Regions from separate parts of the Mus musculus genome. Here region 1 is linked to region 2. Evidence: chromatin contacts called from public HiChIP or PLAC-seq data. All regions are on one chromosome and are shown on one strand. Each heading gives the region's core, a stretch centred on a gene start, on an enhancer-like site or on the middle of the called end of the contact. The rest is flanking DNA. Distances are from core to core; before and after follow the strand shown. Region 1 has its middle 23 kb from the start of Gm39397. Region 2 holds the start of Arhgap27 (Rho GTPase activating protein 27).

Region 1 (5,238 bases), core at 1,775-4,274, 81 kb after region 2:
AAAAGAAATCAAAAAAAGTTTTTATATGCTGTTTTTGTTTTCCTGAAACTTGAGCAAAGATTTGGGTGATAGACTCAAACATTAAAAATATTGTCCCTTTCACTTTGGCTACCAGACTAGTTCTATTGGCTACTTTTATGTCAACTTGACCCAAGCTAGAGTCATCAGAGAAGAGGGAACCTCAACTGAGAAAACACCCCCATAAGATAGGTCTATAGGCAAACCTGTAGGACATTTCTTAATTAGTGCCTGATGGGGGAGGGCCCAGCCCATTGTGGGTGGTGCCATCCCTGGGCTGGTGGTCCTAGATTCTTTAAGAAAGCAGGCCTAGCAAGCCATGGGGAGCAAGCTAGCAAGCAGCATCCTTTGATGGCTTGTCATCAGGTCCTGCCTCCAGGTTCCTGCCCTGCTTGAATTCCTGTTCTGATTTCCTTTGACTGTGATGTGGAAGTGTAAGCAAAATAAACACTGTCTTCTTGAACTCACAGTGTTTGATCATAGCAATAGTAACTCTAACTAGGACACTGTGGGCTATGGGGGTAGGGGAAGAGGGGCGAGGGAGTGAGCCCACGTCCAGCCAGAGCTCCTGTGCTCTGGGCAGGAAGATGCGGGAGGACTGCCAGATGCTTTCCACTCAGCCCCGGGTGGGCATCTAAGCCACTGACCCCACTCGACGGGGGGTGGACAAGGGGCAGCCCCCATACTTGGGGCCCCGGAGATATGGGAGAGAGGGCTGAGGAAGAGAGGTTCCCACGAAGGCGAGAGTCCTTAGTCCGGGCCTTTACTGGAGCACAGGAAGGCCTTCCATCGGGAGATTAGAAACGGCTCATTAGGAGAAAGCCTATCCCATTGTCCAAGTGTCCAAGCACAGCAGGCCTTGATGAACAGACACAGTCTATGGTTTTAGAGCTTTATTGTAGAAAGGCAGAAGGAAAGAGAGAAGATGGAAAGAGAGAGAGACTAACCATGGCTAAGAGGAGAGAAGGAAGAAAAGGAAAGAGAGAAGAAAGGTTAGAGTAAGAGGAGAGAGAGTAAGAGAGAACAAGGAGAGCATGAGGAGAGTGTAAGAGGGAGAGTAAGAGACGAGAGGAGAGAGAGTGAGGAGGGGCCACGTAGCCCCTCTTGGGGTGGGCTGTTATCTTACTGTTGCTAGGTAACTGGGAGGAGTCTAGCCTGAAGGTCAGAAGCTTGGCACATGGTGTACAAGACTAAAAGCCATGCTTCTCCTGTGGGGGCTGTGGAGGCAGTAACTTCCGATGGGAGCTAGGGGTCCAGAAGACATGAGGGAATGCCTACCGTCCCATGTAGGCCAATTATCACCACCCGGTCCCGGGGTTCTACACCTCAGCTCAACTGGAGACCAGCCTGTCTGTGAATAGCCCATTGCCCACAGGACACTATTGAAACAATGGTTTCCAGGAAACTGGAGCTTCCCCCAGAATCTAGTGAGGAGAAAAGGAAAAAGCTGAAGTCTGGTGCCAGCCAGAGATGCCAAACAACTTGCCAGAGAGCCTGGAACAAAATGATGGGAGGAGCCACCCTGTGGGTGGGGCTGCTTAGTATTGCAGACTTCTTGCCCTCTATTTAAATCTAAACTTTACATCAGGGCCCAGAAGATGGACTTGAGGAGAATCACTGAACTTGGTGTTCCTCTTTCCCCTGTGACCACATTGAATAAATCCTTCTCCACTTTCTCTACTCTGTTTCTTCCATCAGCCTTCTGAGCCTAGCTTCTTTTGGGTTGCTAAGACACAGGCTTAGGCCTAGTAACACTAACAGTAGCGATTTCTAGATAACTACTACTCAAAAGTTCTTAAAGGCGGGGAAGGTCTGAGCTCCTCTTGGCTGAGGGGTGCTGTTGCGGGAAATATTAAAAAAGAACGACCTGGCACGTTCCTACACTTGTGCTGGCAACTCTCTGCCCTGGGTTGCCTGGCTGGCCATGCACTGGAAGGTAATGGCTGACCTGTTTTTTCGTGTGGAGACTCTCTGGCCCGGAGCTCCCCTAACGTCTCCACCCAGCTCACTAGGTTCCCACTGGTGGGCCGTTACCATGACAGTCTCATGCTTCAAAGCCCCCATGGTCTTTGTGGTGCACATCAGGCGAACCCATGACTTAACATGATTCGCCCCTATACCTTTTTCTCTGGACTCCAATCAAATCGCCTGGAGAAGAAAATCACCACACAAACTTAGCTCAGAAACAATGGTAGCTCAATTTCTGGGTGCAACAACTAAAACCTTATCTTGTAAGCCCTACTAAATCTGATTCCTCAGGTGGTAAGTCCTGACCGATCTGCCATGATACCAGGTAACTAGCAGCTACATGTTGCCCTTATGCTACCCCTGTACCAAAAAGCCCTAACTCTTCCCTCCTTCTTCAATTCCTCTGTCCAACCCGGAAGTCCCGCCTACTCACCCAAGTGACTGGCTCCTTTATTCATCAGAGGATTGGTTCATAAGAAGTCTCCTGAGTATGACTCACTCCTTGTCTGCAACCCCTCCCAGGAGAGCAGAATTAGCATCAAAATGCAAACAGCACCAGGCCCAAGCACAACACTTCCCCTTTCTGTTCTAATAAAAATCAAAACTTTTCTCTCAAATACAAATAAAGCACAACTATTACCACTTTGTAGTTTATAAAGTATAAGATAGACCTAATACCCAGTCCATCATTTATGTCACTAAGATAGAACATTGTCATCTATCCTAAATTAAAAGACTTATGATTCTACCTTGACTTATGTCTTGGCTTTAGATTATATGCCATCTGAAAACCATCCTCTCAAATCTATTCTCTCAAAGTAAATGCCTGGATTGTCTATGAGACTATAAGTAGTTTTTCAACCCTGTCAGAAATCTGAGAATGACTAGCATTAACTATATTAAATATATAGGAAGCCTACCACAGCTTCCAGAACTGAGACAAACTGTAGAGACAGCTGCCTCCTTATACAGCCCCAGTAAGTCAGGAAGATAGAGCATCCATCTGTTTTCAGCCTTCTGGTCCAGGATCATCTGACAGGCCTTAGAAAAACAGGAAACTAAGGACTAGCCTATTCTGTCTTGGCAGAACTAAGCTGTCCTATCCTGTAAATTGTGTCCTTTTTCTGGACAGTATTATGTTTGTAGATGAAATGAGGCAATTCTTGCCTAGTGGCTGTCTCAACACAACTGGAGCAACTCCACTGATGCTCAATTTCTTCTTTGAATCCAAGAAAGGGAAAGCTGTCAGGAGCGGACTTGTCTCAATAACAAGTGAATAAATAACATTAAATGTCACATTCTGTGGACTTCTGATGTTTTTGAAAACCAACTATCTATGTAATCTATAGTGCTTGCCATTAATTACTCTCAGCAATTTCTAATTAAAATATCAGAAAACACTCTAACAATAAACTCAGAGCCATGAATTTGCTATTTGACCCTTAACTCACAGGCTTAATCATCTCAGATCAGTTTATAATAACAGCAACAGAAGAACTGGGACTAAGCCCTGTACTTTAAAATTTTTAGTATCAATAGAAGAAATTTATACCAATGCAAACCTTAATTTTGCATCAAAATAAATTCTGTACCAAAATAAGAACTTATGACTTCAACTTAGTAACAATTGTAAAGATTTCTACCAAGTGAGATTATGGCTATACAATCAATTCTAGCTATTCCCTCCCTGTTCCAAATATGACCATTTCTACATTTCCTAGCAAGACAAACCTATAATAAGCACCTCCAGCCCCCCAAGTCCCAGGGAACTGGGTCAACGACTCTTTATAACTTCAAGCTGAATATGGGTGCTGAGATATTTTGAAGGGTGAGTAGGGAAAATGGGGGAGTTGGTTGGCTTTATGAAGGCCACACCGACCATTGTATTACCCTCTGATGTCTGTGTCCTGACTGGATCTGGCTGACAGACATGAGGAGTTCAAGCGGGTCAGTTGAGCATGTCTGACGATGAGACTCACCAAGGCTGTAATACACAAATCCCAAAACAAAATTTTAGTATCATCAAGATAACCTTTTTGTTTGATTCTCTGGAGTCTAGTTCTTCAGGGGGCCTCCCTGCATCAAATCTGACCCATATTACTTTGAAAGGTGTATAGACACTTAATCACCTTTTCTAAAAACGCAAAGACAAAAACTTTCTCCCAAATCAGCATATCCTTGAGACAATAACCAGAAAATCCTTTATTTTGACCTCTCTCCCAGAAGAATAACATAACCACAAAACTCAACATCACACCCATTTTGAAAATTAAAACAATCCAAAACAAATGAAATAAGGCCTTTTCTACTTTGCCATGCAGGATAATAACCCAGAATTCCCATGGAGCCCACGTTAGACAGAATTTGAGTATCCTGTGAGTTGTATTAGTGCAATATATCTTTATACCGTCTTTCTGTTTGGCTATCTGCCTAGAGCAGCCATCTTGTTATACCGTCTATCTGTTTGGCTCTCTGACTGTAGTCACAGACATTAATACTTGTTCACTGTCCTCTCTACTTGAAGTCACTGACTAATTTTCCCTATCCTAGCTCTGAACTGCAGGTGAAATTCTTCACGTGATTCGGACATCCCCTTTTATTCTCCCCACTTCACTTGGGAGTCCTAGGATACCATGGATGTCTGTGAGGGTCAGGTGCAACTGCATTTCCGTCCCAGGAGAACAGAGGTGATTTCTGATGATGACGAGGGCCAGAGGAGGGAAGGAGGAATGATAAGAGGAATGTGGACACCTTGGAAATGGGGGCAGATGGTCCAAGCACAAGGCTACAGCTCTTGACTTCTCCTCCCCACCTCCGGCCCCCAGGATTAGCTGTTTATTATTAATATACCATTAATAGACATAAAATCTAAGAGCCCCCTACCCCAACAAGGAAATTGAAAAAACATTAACAAAAAGAGCCTATGCTAGGGAGTCAGAAGTCCTGTGACATGCCATCTCTGCTTTGGGACCCAGAAGAGTGTGAGACTCTTCAAGGCTTCCAAAGCTTAGGGGAGTCCAGGGTCATTTTGGGAGAACTCCTCGGGGTTCTGCTTGGTATGGAGTACCTTTCCCAATTCTTGTGCCAGAGGTGTATTAGACTAACTCTTGAGCCAAACTTTGACCCATAGCTTCCAACAAGGTGAGGACCCAGAGGTATGTTCCCTTGACTCCAGCTCAGATGTGTGGGCCTCGGATAGCTGCTTGAGCACCATCTCATACCTTTGATAAAGGAACCAAATCTTGATGTCTT
Region 2 (5,219 bases), core at 610-3,109:
AATGCTAGTTTTGTCTGGTGCCTGGTGTGTGTGTGTGTGTGTGCGCGCGTGAACAATCCCAACTGTGTGTCTTCAACAAAGTGAAGCAGGTGGCCTACTCCGGAAGTACTGGTCACTCCAAAACCTTACAATGACCACTCCGTTTATTGCCCTACAAGGTGGCCTGGGGACCAGCAGCGGGGTGTCCACCGTCTTGCTAAGGCTGATTTCTTTTTTCAAGAGTTCCTTGATGATGGAAGGGGTGTAAACTTAGTCACTGAGCATCCTGACCCGAGAGATGGTAAAATGGCAGACCAGAGCTGGCCGAGCAGAATCCTAGAAGTGTGTACCCTTGGGTTACGCCCCCTTTCCCAGGACCCCAACCGTGCACTCACGTTAGCTGGGAGGATCTCAGGCTGCCCATGGGCGGGGCTGACGGAGGGAAGCAGACTAGGCCTCTACCATATCTGTGGGAGGGACTTCCAAGGACCGAGACTGAAGAAACAGCGCGAAACAGGAGACACTGGGAGGAGAGGCGGAGACCGACACTTAGTAGGGCTGTTCCTAGTCCCCAATACAGCTTGTCTGAGAGGATGCGGAGAAGCCATAATGTCTGTGCTGGAGCCCTTGAGGTCTCCAGGAAAAAAAAAAAAGGCATGGGGAAGGGGCTGAGTGGAAGGGGTGCTGATGGATAGGCGAGCAGAGCCCAAGAGTCAGTAGGCCCTGCTCCCCCCCACCCCCTCAACGCTCAGAGGGGTTTGTTGTCCTAGAGGACCTGGCGTTCCGCGGGCGCGATGCTCTGGGAATGCCCGGCGGAGTTGGCTGTCTTGTCCTGGCATGCACATTCCGAGCGGGGCCTTTTGCTCCCTGAATCACGAACTGTGAGCCCTTCACAGCAAGATTAAGAGCACTACCCATTCCGGGAGCACCTCCGCCCTCTGAGGCTCTCTCTGGGAGCAGCCTGTCCGGGCCTGGAAAAACTAGAGTCCCTTTGCAGGGACGCTCACAGACAGGGGAGTGCTGTGTCTCCGGTTGTGTGACAAGAGGACCTGTGCCTCAGATCCTTCCATTATCTGGGGTGAGCGAAGAGAAGGGGAGGGATGCGAGAGCGGTGAGGAAGGCGCCCTTAGCCAGTAGGTCTCCTGTATCTTCTGCTCCCGGTCGTCCCTAGCTATAGCGTCACCAATATCTAAGTCAGCACTGGGGGACTTCGGCTGGTTCACCTCTCGCCCCCAGACAGAAGGCAGCCCTACACCTAAAGCTCCTCCCCGGGGTTTGGGCCTCCGGGCCCTCCTCCAGGTTCGCACTGCTCTAGCCCCAGTGCAGCGAGAAGGGCAGGCGGTGCGCGGGGCTCTAGGGTGGGGACGGCCACCTGGGGGCACCTTTCCCGCCCTCCCAATACTCAGCGCCATCCTCCCCAACGCCATTCCCCCCTCAGTCCAGCCCGGCCCGGGCACCTTAGAACTTTCGCCCGCTGGCCTAGCTTCCACTTGTCCCGGCAGACGCGCGTGGGGTCCGCGTCCGGAGCTGCCTGCTCCACAGCCCTGCTCCGGCGATGCCCTGTTTCCTGTTCAACAATATAACCGGCGGAGAGCGCTCGGCAGAACTTCCTCCCAAGCCGGGACTGGGCTGTGCTTGCAAGAGACAATCCCCGGTGTCCTGGCTTCCTGTCCCCTCTGGGCCGGGCCAGCGCTCTAGGAGCAGAGACGCCACCCTCCCCCCTCTTCCCCAGGATCCTGGGCCACACCTGACTGTCTCCGGGGAGGAGGCGGTGGCAGGGCCTGGATGGAGATCTGCGGGGGAGGCAGTTTCTCTCAGCTTCTGACCAGATTAGACTCCCACTGACCCTCATCCTTGTCGGAGGAAGTCACCGGCCACTCTGCAGGCGGCCGAAGTGCAGTTGCGGGATCCTCCCATTTTGGAAACTACCTGCCTCTTGGGAAAGCAGCCTTAGCACTCTGAGGTGTGCCTGTGAACACTTCTGACAAAGGCAAGACCCAGTTTTTATTTTCTCTGGCTTCCAAGAAAGAGTGGGGTTCAACTAGATGCTCCATTAGGGGCCGCTGAGCAGAGAAGGGAGCCCCCCACCCCCACTAGGCCGATGTTCCTCTAGTGTCGCAGGGCTAAGGGTTCAGCTGGACAGCCCTCCACCAATTCCTTTTTCCATATTTTGACTTGACTAGTTTTGTCCACTAACAAGTCCACACTGAGGTGGGTATCTTAGGATCCATTAGGGAAGGCACAAAATGAAGGGGTGAGCTCTTTCCCTCCACTCTACCTTTGTCCTTTCCTAGTTGCCCTAGTCACTCTGCCAGCCAGCCAGGTCCTTGTCCATACAGCAACCTGATGCCCAACTGTGCCACAAGCTAGCCTGTATAGACATGGGAGTACCCATGAGTCTCAATTTACTCCCATTACATGCTTGTGGGGACGGTTAAACGAAATAGACACTAAACACAACGATGGTGAGCGCATGTATTTTATTAACCTGTTCCTTTCATTATAGGAGGCACTTTCTGGGGATGAGAACTCCAGTTTGCCCATCCCCCTCTAGACAGGGGAAAGGGGAAACTGCCCTCAGAGGCACTGTGCTGAAGGTGGAAAGACAACCAAAGACAGCAGCAGCAGCAGCGCAAGTGCCAGGCGCCTCCCCCGGGCCTGCCACCCCCAACCTCCAAATCCAGTTCCTCTCCCTTTGCTCTGAGCCCTGAGAACCTGCCTCAAAGATGGCCAAGGAGCACCCACCCACTGGCTGAGGGCGCTCAAGGCCAGGAAACGAAGCCCTGGATGTTGTCTTTTTCTGTCCCATTTTTCTGCAACCTGGTTTCCCTAGGAATTAATCTGTTTCCTTCTTTTGTCCTAACAGGGGCAGTGGGGGGTGGGGGTGTTTGGTGGGGGTGGGGGCTTCTCCTGGAGCTCCTGGGGAAGGCTAGCAGTAGACAGGCCTCTGGAGTCTTTAATCCGTGAGTGTAGGTGCCAGGGCCCGGTTTCCTTGTTTGCCTCTCTCCATGCCCAGAGTCCTGCTTTTACAGGGTGTGTGTGTGTGTGTGTGTTTGAGAGAGAGAGAGAGAGAGAGAGAGAGAGAGAGAGAGAGAGAGAGAGAGAGAGAAAGGCACCCACCTGCGCCCGCAGCCTACATTCCCTCACTTACCTCTTCTCCCTCGCTGCTTGGTCAGGCAAGTGTGCTCCATGGACCCTGAAATGCTCAGTGCATAGGACTAAGGGGAGCCAGGTAGTGTTTCCCCAGAGCCAAATGATTGAGATTCAGAAACAAGACTGCTTAGAAAGGCCAGCTCTTTACTGCAAAATCACTCAAATACCACACAGCAGCAGTTTCTCCTCTGCACTGCCAAGGCTCACTTGTCAGAATATTGCATAAAATAGCATTTTTTCCAATAGTGTGGGCACTGCTGAGGTTCACGTGAGCACTCTTCTGGTGGGGGCAAGTCTCTCACTTGAGCAGTCAGTCAGTCGCTTAGTCAAGGACAGGGCCAGCTCTTATGCTCGCAGCCCAGACACTGGGAGGGCTCCATCTCCTAGACAGGTTCTGGAATACCCTCATGTGACAGGCCCACAGGGGACAGACTCTTGCCCATTCAGGATCCCAAAACAAGGAAAGGAGGCTCTGATCAGGTTGTAGTTTGGGGGACGTGTTAATGCTAGCTCGGGGGTGCAGATAGAGATACACTGGGTGGTTCTGGGGGCTTTGGTGTTTCAACCACTGGTGAGCGCTGTCTTCCATGACGGACAGATGAACTCTTGGCAGCCTCTGCCATCTGCCTTCCTACTCCTATGTTTTATTGCACAATTCAAGCTTCAGGTGACTCAGCTCATTCACCTCAGGGAGGGTGGGGTAACCTCCTCTAGACAGGACAGGCACATTTCCAGGGAGACCCTCCATTCCACCTGAGGCCCCTGGCTCTAAGTGCTCTGGGGTAGCCAGAGGGTTCAGGGGTTCAGGAGAGGAGAGCAGAGCAGAGCGCATCCCCACGCCCCTACATGCCTCAGGGCTGTGACCATCAACTTGAAAACAATTCCAGGATGTGGCCATCAGACCCAAGAGCCTCTTGAGGGCAACCCTACTCCTGGGAAGCCCTTTGGGTGCTGCAGTGTCCTGCTGGGCAGGGTGAAAACTCAAGAAATGCTATGAACTCAAGGCTTTGTGAGACTAAGGGTGGTGAAGCTCTGCAGGCAGCTTTGGGGCAAATTCTCCTCTCTCTGCAGCCCAAGGATGGCACCTCTCCACAGATGGAGCTTGGAGCTCTCTGGTTTCTAGCCTACTCTACCCTGCAGGGTAAGGGGGCATGGGGATGAGGTGGGCAAGGTCATGGCCTTCCTGAGCAGGGAAGGCTCAAAGTGCTGACAGTGCTGGTGCTGGTCACCCCCTGCTCCTGCTGTGCTGTACTCACAGCTATTAGGTAAGCCAAGAGCTCCAACAGAGGGAGGGACGCTTTACAGGTGAGAACGTGAGGAGTGGAGGGAAAGGTGGCCACAGAACCCAGCCTCACAATGACAGGCCATTTGGCACATGACACTTGCACTCTTGGCAGTATGTGCCAGAAAGGGCAGAGGCAAAGCACCCAGTCCAGATAGGCTAACCCAGCAGAGGCCTGTCCACCCAGCTCCATGCCTGCCTGGGCTGGGGCTGCTCTCACCCATCTGGTCGGGCGAAGGGTTGTATTTCTTGGGTGACTTGGGTAGGTCAAGAATAAAAAAATATTTTCTGTTTAACTATGAAGGGGGAAAAAACCTGCCTTAAAAAAACTAGACCTTTACTCAGGAGCATGGTGGCAATGCTCACCAGGCTTCGTTCCCACAGTGTACACATGAACAGCCCTAACGGAGGAGCCATGACAGCCGGGGAAGCCAGGCCCTGGGCAGAGGCACCTGCTGGATCCCCTCTTGGAGCAGAAGGGTTGTGAGGGGCCTCGGGCATCACTGGGACTTCCTGCGCCTTCTCGGTAGGCTGGAGCTCTGGGCACACCCGAGAGTCTTCCTTATAGGGAGAAGAGGAAGCCTAGGCCAATGACAGACCCAGATGGATGGCCCCAGAAAGTTGGGACAGCGGGGTTAACTGACAACGTTCTGTTCCTGGTACTTGCGCCGGCGGGCACATCGGGGACAGCCCTTCCTCACCACAGCCTGGCAGCTCTGATGGAAGACAGTTCTGCATTCAGCACACCTGAGGAGAGAGCATCGGGGGTTGCTGGTGCCATGGACAGAACCCAGAGAGGCTGAGT

What was found. HiChIP or PLAC-seq counts read pairs in DNA pulled down with a chosen protein or histone mark.
Region 1: a contact with region 2 is called in an H3K4me3 HiChIP or PLAC-seq map of embryonic stem cells, with 2.3 times the contacts expected there. The contact joins the enhancer-like site here to the promoter of Arhgap27 in region 2. A contact is called at or near these places in 11 of 39 promoter capture datasets (the 3T3-L1 cell line, 3T3-L1-derived adipocytes, the HPC-7 cell line and 5 more), 13 of 484 Hi-C or Micro-C datasets (B cells, the G1E-ER4 cell line, bone marrow-derived macrophages and 4 more), 11 of 115 datasets of contacts at active chromatin or transcription factors (bone marrow-derived macrophages, embryonic stem cells, epiblast stem cells and 2 more) and 1 of 9 other capture datasets (pancreatic islet).

The regions. Positions count from the first base shown.
Region 1 is chr11:103,441,492-103,446,729 of GRCm38.p6, forward strand. No RefSeq gene overlaps it. Among named protein-coding and RNA genes, the nearest start is that of Gm39397, 23 kb to the left of the region's middle. Within about 2 kb of position 3,025, at least 40 of the 459 cell types and tissues checked have an H3K27ac peak or open chromatin away from gene starts, as enhancers often do. A contact at or near this core is called in B cells, the G1E-ER4 cell line, bone marrow-derived macrophages and 2 more, where this site is marked.
Region 2 is chr11:103,361,833-103,367,051 of GRCm38.p6, forward strand. Arhgap27 (Rho GTPase activating protein 27) reads right to left here and starts at 1,860. Exons shown (of 18, transcript NM_001205236.1): 1 at 1,437-1,860; 2 at 375-502. It overlaps Plekhm1 (pleckstrin homology domain containing, family M (with RUN domain) member 1), which reads right to left. Exons shown (of 12, transcript NM_183034.2): 12 at 2,443-5,161. The coding sequence ends at 5,050.